2 separate regions of the Mus musculus genome follow, and region 2 is linked to region 1. Evidence: chromatin contacts called from public Hi-C data. All regions are on one chromosome and are shown on one strand. Each heading gives the region's core, a stretch centred on a gene start, on an enhancer-like site or on the middle of the called end of the contact. The rest is flanking DNA. Distances are from core to core; before and after follow the strand shown. Region 1 overlaps Armc9 (armadillo repeat containing 9). Region 2 has its middle 9.4 kb from the start of Nmur1.

What was found. Hi-C and Micro-C count contacts between places; a contact is called where the count stands out from the background.
Region 2: a contact with region 1 is called in a Hi-C map of bone marrow-derived macrophages, with 31 read pairs. The contact joins two enhancer-like sites. A contact is called at or near these places in 1 of 39 promoter capture datasets (embryonic stem cells), 1 of 15 datasets of contacts at CTCF or cohesin (large pre-B cells), 2 of 484 Hi-C or Micro-C datasets (bone marrow-derived macrophages and embryonic stem cells), 10 of 115 datasets of contacts at active chromatin or transcription factors (the HPC-7 cell line, acute myeloid leukemia, craniofacial prominence and 6 more) and 3 of 9 other capture datasets (adipose tissue, liver and pancreatic islet).

Annotation. Positions count from the first base shown.
Region 1 is chr1:86,186,740-86,193,952 of GRCm38.p6, reverse strand. Armc9 (armadillo repeat containing 9) reads right to left here. Exons shown (of 25, transcript NM_030184.2): 11 at 4,965-5,076; 12 at 2,851-2,943. Among named protein-coding and RNA genes, the nearest start is that of Armc9, 36 kb to the right of the region's middle. Within about 2 kb of position 2,867, at least 33 of the 459 cell types and tissues checked have an H3K27ac peak or open chromatin away from gene starts, as enhancers often do. A contact at or near this core is called in acute myeloid leukemia and bone marrow-derived macrophages, where this site is marked.
Region 2 is chr1:86,375,209-86,382,285 of GRCm38.p6, reverse strand. No RefSeq gene overlaps it. Among named protein-coding and RNA genes, the nearest start is that of Nmur1, 9.4 kb to the left of the region's middle. Within about 2 kb of position 2,840, at least 61 of the 459 cell types and tissues checked have an H3K27ac peak or open chromatin away from gene starts, as enhancers often do. A contact at or near this core is called in acute myeloid leukemia and bone marrow-derived macrophages, where this site is marked.

The DNA of each region.
Region 1 (7,213 bases), core at 1,618-4,117:
GCAAGGACAAATCCCCTGAGTTCTGTCACTTATTTTTCAAAAAGTGAAGAGCTAGGGACAAAGCCAGGGACAGTACAGACAGACAAACAGAAGACAGAAACAAAATGACTAGATTGCATTATGCTATTTCTGTGGCCTCAAAGCACAGGGTCAGAGAGGGGGTATTAGCCTAAGAGGGTATCTCAGCCTTGGGCACACCAGGTCCAAACCAGCAGGATGCTACCCAAACGCAGACAGGAAGTCACAGTGAAAGTGCATGCCTGTCACCCCAGTGCCTGGGAGGCAGAGGCAGGACAATCTCCAGTTTGAAGCCAGCCTAGGCTATAGTGAAATACTCTCAAAAACCAACGGCAACAAGGCTGGAGGGATAGCTCAGCAGCTAAGAGCACTTGCTGTTCTTGCAGAGGACCCATATTCCAGCTATCAACCATGAATAACTTCAATTCCAGGGGATCCAATGCCCTCTTCTAACCTCAGACATAGCATCACATGGTGCACTTAAGTACAAGCAGGCAAACATTCACACACAGACACACACACAATCTAAAAACAACAACAACAACAAAAAACAGTAGCTGCAATGTAACTTAGAAGAAGAATATTTAAAAAAAAAAAACCCTGTGTTCAGAAAGGAGGGCATGGGGAAGTAGAGGAAGAGAAGGAGGCTGGAGAGAGCATCAGTTCAGGAGAGATGAGCCAGGAAGAGTCAACAGAAGTTTGGAGAAGCAAGGCTCCTGAATGGTGGCCTCTACGTGTTACAGAGGACTCCGACTGAACCAGGCTGAGTGAAAGGGCCACATGCCACCCCCAAGATGCCAACTGTCCTTGTACCATCTTTAGGCAAACTTCCACTGAAGCATAACAGTACAGACACCTTACAGGTCACCAGGGCACAGCCAGAAGAGTGTTCACAGTGAGTATGTACTGCAGAAGTGACATTTCAACAGCCCAGAGGACAACCTTCCAAACAGCTCTCTCTCGTGGCTCCTGACATCCTTGGATTTTGTTTTTGCTTGTGTGTGTGCGCGAGACTGCACAAATGCACTCATGTGGAGCCCAGAGGTGACTTCACCAATCACTCCTCAGCTTATCTTTAGGGACAGGGTCTCTCATGGAGCCCGAAACCCTGATTTGGTGGCCTGGCTGGCCAGCAAGCCCCAGGGATCCCTTGTCTCTGCCTCCCCTGCACTGGGACAGGAACATGTCACAGCACCCAGCCAGGTTGCCTGCCTGCCTGCCTTCTTTCTATCATGGGCACTGGAATCCATGTTTGCATTGAACCTCAACTGACCTACCTTTCCCCTAGCCCCATCTCAGTCTGTTCTTAAAAAAACTGAGATTCAGGGAGAGGTAGATGGGAGGGAAAAAAACAACAACGGAGATTGGCAAAAGTAAAATATTTATTTTATTACAGTGCGGTGCTTCCAGATCAGGCTGCCCTCTGGGAGCCTATGAGGATTATCCCCATTTTGAGCGTGGGCAGGCCAGCTCCTGAACAGGAGGTCCCGTGCTCCCGTGCTCCGAGAGTGACGAGGCAGAGCTGACCACAAGCATGCATCCTTTTCTCTCTGTGGACGTGACTGTTTCTTATATTTTTGGTTATGAGCCTGACCTGTAACAATTGAGCCATCTTTCCAGCTCAAGGTAGGTTTTGTTTTGTTTTGAGACAGGATCTTGCTATGTAGCCCTGGCTGCCCTGGAGCTCTCTTTGTAGACCAGGCTGGCCTCAACTTGAGATTCAATTGCCTCTGCCTCTCGAATGCTGGGATTAAAGCTGGGCGCTGCCACTGTCTATTGTAAAATCTTTTTTTAAAACATTTATTTATTTATTTTATGTAAGTACACTGTAGCTGTCTTCAGACATCCCAGAAGAAGGTGTCAGATCTCATTACAGATGGTTGTGAGCCACCTGTGGTTGCTGGGAACTGAACTCAGGACCTTCAGAAGAGCAGTCAGTGCTCTTACCCACTGAACCAGCTCTCTGGCCCCCTATTGTAAAATCTTAATGAGACCTTCAGATTAGCAATGCCACATCCTAAATTTGAGAATTACTAAGAGAGAAATTATTAGCCAGACAGCTCAGTTTCCCCTCTGATCAGGCCAATCCACTTTGGAGTCATGGTAACCCAGGATCAGCCTTACCAAGGAGTCATCCCACTCTGCAAGTTCTTTGCTAATTTCAGAGAATTCTAAACCATTCCCTCTTAAAAGAAACAAGAAAATAAATAGATAAATAACTAAATAACTAGAAAGAAAACAGCGCTGGGGATGATCTCAGTTGGTAGGGTTCTTGTCTAGTAGAGTATTTGCGAAGCCCTGACTTCCATCCCCAGCACCATATATAAGCCAGGCCCAGGCAACACGCCTCCAATGCCAGCCTTCGGGGTTGTAGATGAAGGAAGATCAGAAGGTCAAATCATCTTCAGCCTTCAGAGTAAATTTGAAGCCAGCCTGGACACTGTGAGACCCTAACACCAATACCAACACCAAAACAAGACACCAAGACACCAAGTAACAGTGGATTTGAAGGAATTACATCCTTCCATGGCTATAGAGATTATAGCATTTGACAAAACTCACTATTGTAACACCAGCTACAAACTCTGAAAATGAAGCATCATTCAAGTGGGAGGAGGGGAATGGGAAAAGGAAAACTAACAGAAAAGAGGCAGAGAGAGCATCAGGCCATCTGGCTTTTTTGGGAATCTTCTCCACGACTGAAGTAGGTCAAGAGGTGAACACAGACCCTCAAGTAGCTGAATAGGAAATGCCGGGCAAGCTCAGGACGTGGACAAGCCTGGAGTCTGCCAAGGGCCTCCCCACCACAAGGCCTGGCTGCCTCTTACTCACCTGGTTATGGCTGTGGCAATCCAAGAGGTCATTGCTGATGTAGGCTTGCAGGACTGTCTCCCTCTGCTCCCCCGGATGGGATGTGGTCAAGCGCTGTAAAGAAAAAGCAGAAGCAACAAATTCCTACCCAGGAAGAACTAGGCCCTAAAAAGTGGGCAGATGATCAAGCAGCAAGGCAGAAGGGGTGTCGTGTGTGTGTGTGTGTGTGTGTGTCTGTGTGTGTTTGTGTGTCTGTGTGTGTATGTGTCTGTGGGGAGGGGAGGGAGTGTTCAGAGAAAACTCTAGTTCAAAGAGTGGGGCTCAGGCTACCTGTAGGACACTCCCAATGACCCTATCCAAGAGGGACAGACGAGCAACAGGTTGGGGAGGCAGATGGGAGAGAGGTTGCCTAGCTGGTTAGAATCTGGGAAGGCATTCAATTTGTTATGCTGCTATATGAATTCATGTAATGTCCATAAGGAAGAAGATTTGGAGGGAAGTATGTGGCTCCACAGCAATCCTCCATGCGACATTTTTGGCACAGTCCTTTAGCAATCCCTCTTCAGTGGTGATCTGGTCAGCTAGCAGCTCCTCCTTCCCTCTGAAGGCCTCTCCTTCCTCCTGTCTTTGTGTCTCCTGGCTCTGACCTGGCCCTTGCCCACGCTGCACATGGCAGTCTGTGTTAGGACAGGAGAAAGCTGTGTACCTGACAAGAGCAAATGTGATTGCTTTTCCAGGAAAATAAACACCTTGTGGTTCAGAATCGGCTTCTGCCTGAGGACAATGTGGTGTGCTTGACACATCCTGGTTTGCAGCATGGGCAAAAGCCAGGCCACAGCCAATAGACACCACAGACAGGAAGAAGGAAAGGCCTTCAGAGGGAGGGAAGAACTATTAACTGACCTGATCACCACAGAAGATGGGGCTGCTAAAGGACTACTTAAAATGTCACTTGGGGAAATTACTATGGAGCCATGAGGGTGCATGGGAACTGGAGAGAAACAAAGGCAAAGCAATCCTTTTCTGATTATCTGATTATTAAAGTTTTCTCCTCTAAGGGAAGCCCTTTCTCAGCAAGAAGCCCAGGGAGTGAATGGACTGCATCCCAGCTGGGTGGCCAAGCAGGGTGAGTGTGGTAACATGAGCAGACCAGGGTGGGCAGTCCTGGTTGATCACTCTCCCTGCCCACCCACCTGGTCAACAGGCCCTTACAAACCAAAGCAGAGACCGCAGGGTTCCCTTGGGTCCCCAGTATCCCTCGTAGTTCCCAATGAGGCCAGGTTAGGATGCTAAGCACCGCTGAGGACTATTTCTACTCAAGGGTAGTGAGGCTACTTGAAGAATTCTGGCCCCAGGGTTCTCTGAACTATGGGGATCCACCAAGGAGCCTGACAGTACTCTGGGGTGAGTTTGAAAGGATTGTTTGGTGAAAGATTCTCAAAGTGTAGTTCAGAGAACTCTGGGCATATAACTTGAAAATGCAGAGGGGTCTGGAATGCTTGAAAACTGACCCAGGCTGCAACCGGTCAACCCAGACTGAGGAGGCATGGGAACCCAGATGAGACTTGTGTTTGTCCTGAGGCCTACCCAGTGTGGCTACTGATCAGTATCTGTTCCCAGGGCTCTCTGGAGTCGTGATTGGCTGGGCCTGCCTACATACTCTAACTAAAATGCAGGCCCCAAGTTGAATACAGCATGTGACCAGGCAGGGGTGGCTGCCACATCACACATGAAGGTGACAGGTGACGTCAGTTGACAACAATATAGAATGTGTCACAGTAAGACTAAGGCCTGTTTCAGGAGCTGATTTTCTTGCTGGGGTTGGGGGAAGGGCCTTACGATGTAGCCTTGGCTGGTCTAGCTCCTGCTGTGTAGAGCAGGCTGGTCCTGAATTTACAGACCTCTAGCTCCCCCTGCCTTCTGTAAACTGGAGTAAAAGGCTGGTGCTCCCACACCTGGCTGGAGCCAGTGAGCAGCTTTTGACCTCAGGTCTTGGTGTTGGCAGGTAGCAGGAAGGGATTTTTAGTACAGGGGTTACGTGATTCCAGCCAAGTTACCAGGTCGCCAATCAAGAAAAGCAGTGTTGGCTTGGCCTCTCTGCTTTTTGTTTTTAACTTCAAGGGGAAGGTACCTACCCAGCGCAGAGCCTGCAACAAGAAGGCTTTCAAGCGGTCACTCCCCCAGATCAAATCCTTCTTCAGCTTCTCATAATCCAGGGAGGGCAGTAGCGGGACATCCTTCAGCTTCCTGCGAAGCACCCAGCACCGCAGCAAGTTCAAAGAGAAGAAAGGGGCAAAGGGCGGGCATGCCATTACATCTCCTGAGCATCAATCAGTCAGGACACCTGCTTAGACCAAAGGATCCTGAAGTGGCCCAACTGCCACCCAACTCAGCTCCCAGAATTCCAGTGTCAGCCAGATCAGCCCTGCCTGTAATGCTGGATGGATTTTATGTAGCTAAATTTAATTCTTCTTAGATTTCAGTGGTATGCAAATTTTCTGTAATAAGCATGAATTACTTACATAATAAGAAAAAAATTACATACTAGGTTTTGTTTTAGTTTCTGTGTTCAAACAGAGTCTCACTGTGTGGCCCAGGCTGACCCTCCCACCTCAGCCTCCCAAGTACAGTGATTATAGGCTGTGTCAGTCACGTAAGTCCAACTCCCTAAACCCATGCTGACTTTTTGAGTTTGCTAACTGCATAGGGCTTGTGTAAAATATTAACACTGGGAAGTCTCGTGGAGGGCTGGAGACATGGCTCAGCAGTTAAGGGTACTTGCTGCTCTTACAGAGGATAAAGGTTCCATTCCTAGCACTAATATGGTGGCTCACAACCATCTGTAACTCCAATTTCTGGGAACCCTGTCATAGGAATGCTAGTAGAATCACTCTAGGGTAAACCTCAGAAGGAAACAGTTGCTTTTCACTGTCTCCAGGGTAGACATCAGTGACTAGGGTAGACATCAGTGACAGTAGTTTTCTGGAAGTGCCTTGACCTTGAAGAAATCATTGTAGAAATCAGTGATTGTTTTCTGTTGTCTATGGACTTATTGTTCTGAAGGAGCTTTTCAGTCTTTGCATGACCTTGGTCAGGGGACACTCCTGGCACACCTGGAAGGTCTTCTATTGTTACGCACTGCAAACACTACACAATGGGACTAAAGTTGCAGAGGCCCGAGGTTTTCCTTCAGGAAAAACAGATTAGATTAGGGACTCTGGGATGAGGAACTTGTTTTACACCCCCCCCCAACAGCTTTTGTTTAACAATAAAAATATCTTTGCATGGCTGATCAAGGTTCCATTCCTGCTGCCTTAGAGTCTGAATTACATTCTGTAGTACCCCCCTTTCTTTGATTGACCCACATTACAAAGAATACTGACAGGACCCAATACCCTCTTCTGGCCTCTGCAAGCCATGCATGTGGTGTATACACAGGTAAACTGGAACACATACATACACAAAAATAAATGCATTCCAGAGAGAATTCTTAAGCAGCTTTTTACATCTCATGTTTATTATAACAAGCTGGGTATGGCAGCTAACTTGGAGGCTGAGACAGGAGTCTTACTACAAGTTCAAGGCTAGCCTGGACTAAATTGTAAATTTTAGGCCAGCCTGGGCCATACAATAAAAAAGTACTAATTTTAAAAATGTAAAGTGTAAATGAGTCCTTGTTCTCCAGAGGAATACTGCAATTGCAAAGCCCCGTTTGGCTCTGTTCCACAACTGGGGCTTCCTCCAGGGGGAAGGGATGAGTACCCACAAGGAGTATTACCACGGGGCCCAGTATTCGTCCACTGATCAAGGAATTGGGTCATGCCTCCTCCCCTGTCCTCTTAACACCCTCCACAAACCCACCCCTTGTTTTCTGCAGGTGACCCTGCCCTTACGTCACTAAAAATGCTAGCCAACACCCTGAGTGCTTACACCCACTGTCCAGCAGTGTAACATACAGTCCCCACAGCATACTCATCGTCTTCCTCACAACAAGCCTGCAGTAGTTACTCCACTCGTCTTGTTTCACGATAAAGAAGCGGAGGTACAGTGGCACAGGAAGTGTCCAACCTCAACAGCTGGCTGTAGAGGTGGGATTTTTAACCAGGCTAGCGTGTTTATGAATCACACAATACTGCCACTAAGTGGCAAGACCATGGGAGACTCAGGAAGGGGGCAAGCAGGTTGTGACTGCCTCTGCTTGAGTCATCTCACTGATGACTGGTGAGTATGCTCGCTGGCTTAGAGGTTAGCCAGAACCTACTCTAGTGCTTAAGCCAGAGCATTAACCATGGTCAGGCTCCCACTTCCTCACGACTGCAACACAGCTGGTGAGGTATGCATGTTACACACCTCTGTGGTGACAGCCTAACTCATCTCAACAGGG
Region 2 (7,077 bases), core at 1,591-4,090, 190 kb before region 1:
TAAACAAGTCTTTTCTGCTTTTTCCACAGAGGATGCTGTATCCAAACTCAAGGTTGCAACCCATTTGACCCACAGGCTCCACTGTGACGTTCTTGGCCAGCCTGACTAAGCCCCCTGAGTCTCATACAAGTTACAGTGGGAGGAGTTCCTAGATGTTGGCCTAAGAAGGCTCTGCCCCCTCCTGTACTCTGAGCTCAGAAGAGCTGACCAAACCAGGGAAGAAAAGCCACCCTCTCTGTTTGATCTACTATTGCACAGATTCTGGCTAAGCAAAGAGGGGAGGCACAGGGCCCATGAGCAGTCAGCAGAGGCTAAGGGGGAAGGAAGAGATACTCTGATGGCAGTGGGAATCTCATAGAGGCTACAGTGGACCACGGAGCTGAGAGAAAAGTTCCCTGTAGGAAGGGAGTTTCCTCAGGGATGATCCTGGATGTGTGGTGACAGGGTGCACACAGCATGAGGTCCTAAGCACCCTTGGAGAGTGGTGGGCGAGACAAGAGGGATTCTGGGAACAAAGGGGCCTGTGGAAAGATGCTATTTCAAGTTGAGTTCTCAAGGGCCACCTGTCACAAGCACTGGGTAGCCAGCCCATGGGTAGATGTCAGAACTTTTCTCAGAGACCACCTCTGGACTCCAAGAGACTTCTGTTCAGTGTCACATGGAACAGTGTTCCTGAGGGGTGGAGTCCGTGTGTGTGTGTGTGTGTGTGTGTGTGTGTGTGTGTGTGTGTGTGTGTGTGTGAAGGGCTGTTCCACCAGAGAAGCACAGGGAACATGGGAAGACGGGCACATAGGAAGACGTGAGGTATAATGTGCTTCTTGCTGTGAACTTGCCACATCTATCGAGGGTGTCCTCAGGCTCTCAATGGCCAGGTTCCATAAGTCATAGGCCACCGGTGGCTCCTGGAATAGCAGCCAAGCTCGGTCCTTGAGAAAATGGGCTAGGATGGAGAGGGTAGCAGCGATCCCTACCTAGGGCACTCACAGGGCACAACCAGAAGCATCGGCCCTGTAGTGCCCCTAGGGGGCGCTGCTGCTCCTGTGCAGTGTCAGGGTAGCGCTTTGTGCTCCTCGGGCTAGGAGCCAACTTTTCTGAAAGGATATGGCGTGTTTGGGATGTGTGTTGTAACATCTCTCTTTCTCATAGAATCTGGTTCATAGGCATGGCACCCCTGCACTACCGTGTGTGTCGATAGAGACCGTGTGGATGATCCCGCGGTCTCCAAGCACTTCTGCTGCTTAGAGACCTCTCCCCCACTTGGCCTTCTGGCTTGTGGCCACACTATTGTCTTGTAAAGGAAGTTAGGTGAGCCGGGCAGTGGTGGCTCAAGCCTTTAATACCAGCACTTCGGAGGCAGAGGCGGGCAGATTTCTGAGCTCGAGGCCAGCCTGGTCTGCAGAGTGAGTTCCAGGACAGCCAGGGCTACACAGAGAAACCGAAAGAAAAAAAAAAAAAAAAAGAAAATAATAAAATAAAATTTAAAAAGTTAGGTGAGTGTTTAGTGAGGGCTGAGAGTTCTTGCTGTTTAAAGTTCGGATCCACAGAAGCCTGTGTAGATGCCTGGTGTGTGCAGAGGGTGCAGGGGGTGGGGTGGGAGTGGGGTGGGGGAGGGGCCTCAGGCTGGAATTCCAACCTCAGAAGGCACAGGCAGGATATCCCGGAACAAGTCAGCTAGTAAGGTTGGTCATACCTTCAAGCTCTGGTTTTCTGTTTGTTTGTTTTTAAAGATTCCTTTATTTTATGTATATGAGTACACTGCAGCTCTCTTCACACACAGCAGAAGAGGATTCTATTACAGATGGGTGTGAGCCACCATGTGGTTGCTGGGAATTGAACTCAGGACCTCTGGAAGAGCAGTCAGTGCTCTTAACTACTGAGCCATCGCTCCAGCCCCTCAAGCTCTGGTTTCGATTGAGACTCTGCTTCAATAGAGAAGATGCAAGAAGAATCCAGGATAATTCCTGGTATTAACCTTAGGCCTCCACATGCACACATATATACCACATGTGTAAAAAGATACATACACACCATACACACATGTACATTATACATATGTGCACAGGGGCACACCATACACACATGTACATTATACATATGTGCACAGGGGCAGTCTAGGGCTCCTTACCTTGGTACACTTTTCCTCACCCTTAACACACACACACACACACACACACACACACACACACACACACACACACACACTTTTGAGACAAGGCCTCATGTTTCCCACTGCTGTCAAAGTCTCAGTGGAGCCAAGGGTGGTGATGAATTCCTGATTCTCCAGTCGTCCCCCTTTCAGCAGCACCACAAACGGCTGACTCCTGGGGGTTTCATACCCAATACTTCTGGATTGCTGTCCAAGCTTATCAAGGCAACCCAAGCCACAACTGGTAACTCCTGCTGCCTAAGTCAGCTCACACATTCCTGTCCCCAGTGACCTTCCTCCTGTAAAGCCACTGTCAGGACCTCCCCCCACCCAACCCCCACCTCCAAGAGCCAGTAGGATGGGTGCAGCAGGGCCAGCTCCTCCAGGACAGATGGCCTGAAAAGTGACAGGCCCCCTGTAACTGGACCAACCAGAGTCCATGCAGACCCTGGGCCTGAGCCTTGATCCCCATCCTCCCCTGAGGTAAGCAATAAAGCGGTGTAATTTTGTGGTAACCAGACAGCAATGTAAAGGACTGAGGGGACAACCCTAGACACGCTCCTTGGCTGCTACGTTTCCTTATGGTTAAAAGTGTTAGCATCTGGGTGTTGAGTGGTATCCGGGAAGGGCATGGAGGAGCCGGCTGGCATGTAGCCCTGGGCTGGCCTGCCACATCCTACCGGCTCATGTGGCTCTAGAGTGTGTGTGTTGCAGTCTCAGCAATGGTGTTACAGGAGAAAAGTCACTGGGGACAGGAACGTGCAGACCAGCTTCGGCAGCAGGAGTTCCTGGTTGTGGCTTGAGTTGCCAGTGGTCTGTGTGTAGTAATGAATCCACCGTTACTGAGGCTGGAGAGCTGAGGTATTTGAGCTGCGGGGGTGCTACTTGCTACTTTTGTGTTGGTATGAAGTCTTTATTCCACTTAAAGAGTTGGTAGTAGTGTTCTGTATTTTAAAACGCTGTTCCTAGATACAAGCTTTTTTGAGGGTGAGGAATTTCTATTTCTAGGTTGTTGCAAAACCAGAAGGTGCTATATTTAACCACACTAAAGCACCAAAAAAATTGTCATGTTTTTATGCCAATTTTTAATATTTTCCAGCATAAGTAAAGCATTCCATGTGAACGTGAAAAGCAGGCTGATGTGGTGGCTTTACCCTGGACTTGGAGCTCTCTTATGCTGGTTCTTAGTCTTGTTAATAAAATGCAGTTAAAACCAAGGAGCATTTTACTAGCATTTAAAAGTCAAGCAACAGAGCAAGCAAGATGTAAATCTTAGCCGCTGCTAGGAAGAGGGAAATGGGTGGGAGGAGAATCGTTTCAGGCTAAGGAACCTGCCACCGGCAGGTCTCACATGCTGCAAAGAGAGAGCCACCTCCTGCGTGATATCCTCTGATTGCCACATGTGTGCTGCAGCAAGTACACACACACACACACACACACACACACACACACACACACGGAGAGAGAAAGGGAGAGAGAGAGAGGTGATCTAAAGCTATTATTTTTAATTGTGTGTGTGTGGGTGTGGGTGTCGATGGAAGCCTGAGGCACTGGGTCCCTCTGGAGCTGGCGTTACGGTGGTTGTGAGCCTCCAGAGGTGAAGAGTGTACACTCTTAACATCTGGGCCATCTTCCCAGCATCCAAATATAATTAACCAAGAAAAGTGGTGCCTTTGAAGTTAGACCAAGCAAGCTGACAGGTTCAGCGATGGAAGTCAGCAAGCACTTACTTCGTAGGAGTGGGAGGGGAGGCGTCAACGAAACAGTGAAAGGTCCAAAGGGATCAAACTGAAGTCATCAGACTTGGTGCCAAATGTCTCTACTCAACGAGCCATCTCCTGGCCTCTTGATGACAAAAGCTCTGATGTTCCTGGGGAACTTTTGGATGTTGTATCTATGGCGAGCATGACATCAGGAGAGATTATATTCTTTTAGGTCGAGAAAGTTTTAAAAAGCTTAATGTGGACTGGTTAAAATTAGTAAGTGTTAGCTTGATGGTGATTTGGCCATGGGAGGTATGAAGCAGTTTATTGCCATATTAGAATCAAAGGTGGGGCTTAGTCTGTCTGTGGTACCACTGGCCTGGAATCATTGTGTTGGAAACCTACTTGGGTCACGTCATGGAGGTGGAGACAGGAGAATCAGGCTCTCAGGGTCATCTCTAACTACATAGCCAATAGCCCTGGCTAGCCCCACATCATAACCTGGACACACACACACACACACACACACACACACACACACACACACATACACACACACACACACCACCTTCCCATACCATGGTTCAGAGCTTTTTTCAGGGAGTTAATTGAACGATATGGCAGCCAAATTGTGATACGGTACTAAAGCAGATTTTGAACCATTGGGCGAAACTGGCTTGTTCATGTCCTCTTCAGGGAACCCCATGTCTGGGTCATGATTAGAGTTAAGGCCAAAGAATTGGCCTTTTTGGTTGCTATCACAAGCCATTTAAATATATTCGATAATTCTTGGCAGGGTATCCATGACAGTTATACATATGATTCAGTTCGCTCATTCCTGGCAGAACTGTCTTTGTCTTGACTTTGACAAGGACTCTGTCTGGCCCACTTCTCCATGCTTAAATTAGGCTCTGAAAACGAAAGCCACGGCCACAGCTACATTCCCAGAACGAAGGAGCTGAAGATCAGATTCCAGGAAAGGTTCTCTGATTTCAGACCTTATGAAAATGAACTGCTATTGTTCAGTTCGTCCTTCTCAATGAATATGGATCACGCCAGCCAGTGGGGAGCAGCAGCGGCAAACTGTGAGACTTCAGTGCAACGCTACACAGACAGCCAAATATGCCAGCCCTGGAGACTTTCAGAACTACAGATATCTCGGGAACAGTTACCCCACGTACAAAACCATCTTGCCTAGCTCCTGCCATGTTTGGAAGCACTCACATCTGTGAACTGACAGACTCAAGGTTGCTCCTGATTCAAGGAATCAGGGGTGAGTACCCTCTGGTATGTTGCCACCAGGAATCACAGCCTGACATTACTTGGCACCTGCAGGCACGAGCAAGGGATGTCAGATTTCAGATGTCAAGTCTGAGGGCTGAGGCCAAACCGTTATTTTGGTTCCCAGGTCGTGGGTTTTATGGCATGGATGTGGGATACAGTCTTTGCCACTATTGGTGTGATTTTCACACTTTGTATCATACATAATGAGGTCTGGTTATACTTCCAACCGTTTTATAATTTCTGGCCCTCGGGTATTTTGTCTGCATGTATGTCTGGGCACCATGGGTGTGGCTGGCATGCCTGGTATCCTCAGAGGCCTTGGGACTGGAGTTACTGATGGTTGGTGAAGACTTGAGCCCAGGTCCTCTGTAAGAGTAGCTAGGACACCTAAGCACTGAGACATCTCTCCAGCCCCAAAGGCATCTTTGAACCAGGAATAGGAACAAAGGAGTCTAGTGGAACCGTGTGTTTAGTCATCTAGTAAGGTCATCTCTGAGGTTGACAGACCTGCCACTGCTGAGTAATTAATCCTCCTTGGCTAGGGTTGGCACTGCAGTCTCGCTACCCTCTGGGCCTCAGTTTGGATTTACACATGTCTTTTGAAACATTGCTGGCTTGTAGCTGGGTGTAGCTGGCCTACTGACAGACAGGGGTGGGGAGAGCTTTGGCATCACAGGCACCCGTAGGGCAGACACAGCACGGTGTCAGTGTGTGTTAGAGTCCAGGAGTATTCTTTCGGGGATATGGCCCACAGATGTCAGCATGGTCTCAGAAACTCTGTGGCCCAAAAGAGGCTCACCCCTATTGTGGTTTGAATACAAATGTGTCCCCCCCCACACACACACCCAAAGGCCCATACATTTGAATGCTCAGTCACCAGCCAATGGAACTGTCTGAAAAGATTAAGAGGAGTGGCCTTGTAGGGATAGATGTGGCCTTGTTGGAGGAGGTATGTCACTGGGGATGGGCTTTCAGGTTTCAAAAGCCCAAGCCAGGCAGGCCCAGCCAGTCTCAGCCTGCCTCTCTCTCCCTCCCCCTCTGCCTCAGATGGGGATGTAGCTCTCCACTACTTCTCCAGCACTATGTCTGCCATGGCTGCTCCCACACTCCCCACTATGAGATAATGGACAAAGCTTCTAACACTGGAAGGAAGCCTCCAATTAAATGCTTTCCTTTGTAAGAGTTACTGTGGTGGTCATGGTCATGGTCATGGTGTCTCTTTACAGCAATAGAACAGTGACTAAGACACTATAATCCCAGTCCTCGGGCGGCTTGATGATCACTGTTGGTTCGGGGACAGTCTAGGGCTACAGAATAAGACTGACACAAACAAAACAGTAACAAAAAATCCCCCCAAAGAAAACTAGCTTGAGGGGCTGGTGAGATGGCGTAGCAGTCAAGAGCACTTGCGGAGAATACAAGTTTAGTTCCCAGTGCTCTCATGGGGGAGTCGGGGCTCACAACTGCTCATTGTAACCGTGGGGCTTTTCCAATCTCCCCCAAGTTCCCAAAATAACAACCCCAGGCAGAACTGAATTATTTGTGAATAAGTGCCTAGGTCAAAAGCTTTGGCTCACTCCTGCTAGCTCAGAACCCACTTACCCTGTTTATTCTAGTCTACATCCTACCACACGGCTAGTTACCTCTCCTCGGTTCATGTGACTATCTCCATCAGAGTTCAGATGAATCTCTCCTGCGCCTGACTCTATCCCAGAATTCCCTCTCCTGTCAGAATTCCCACCTCCCATTTCCTACCTAAGCTAATAGGCCAAAAGCTTTTTTATAGGTAAGTGATGCAGTACACAAGAGATTCTCTCTACTGCCCATAACCCCACTTCTAGAGGATCTGAGGATGCCTGGGTACACCTGTATATGTACTCACACAGACACACATATAAAAAGAAACCTTTTTTAAAAACTAGTTTAATTATTAAAGTGATAAAA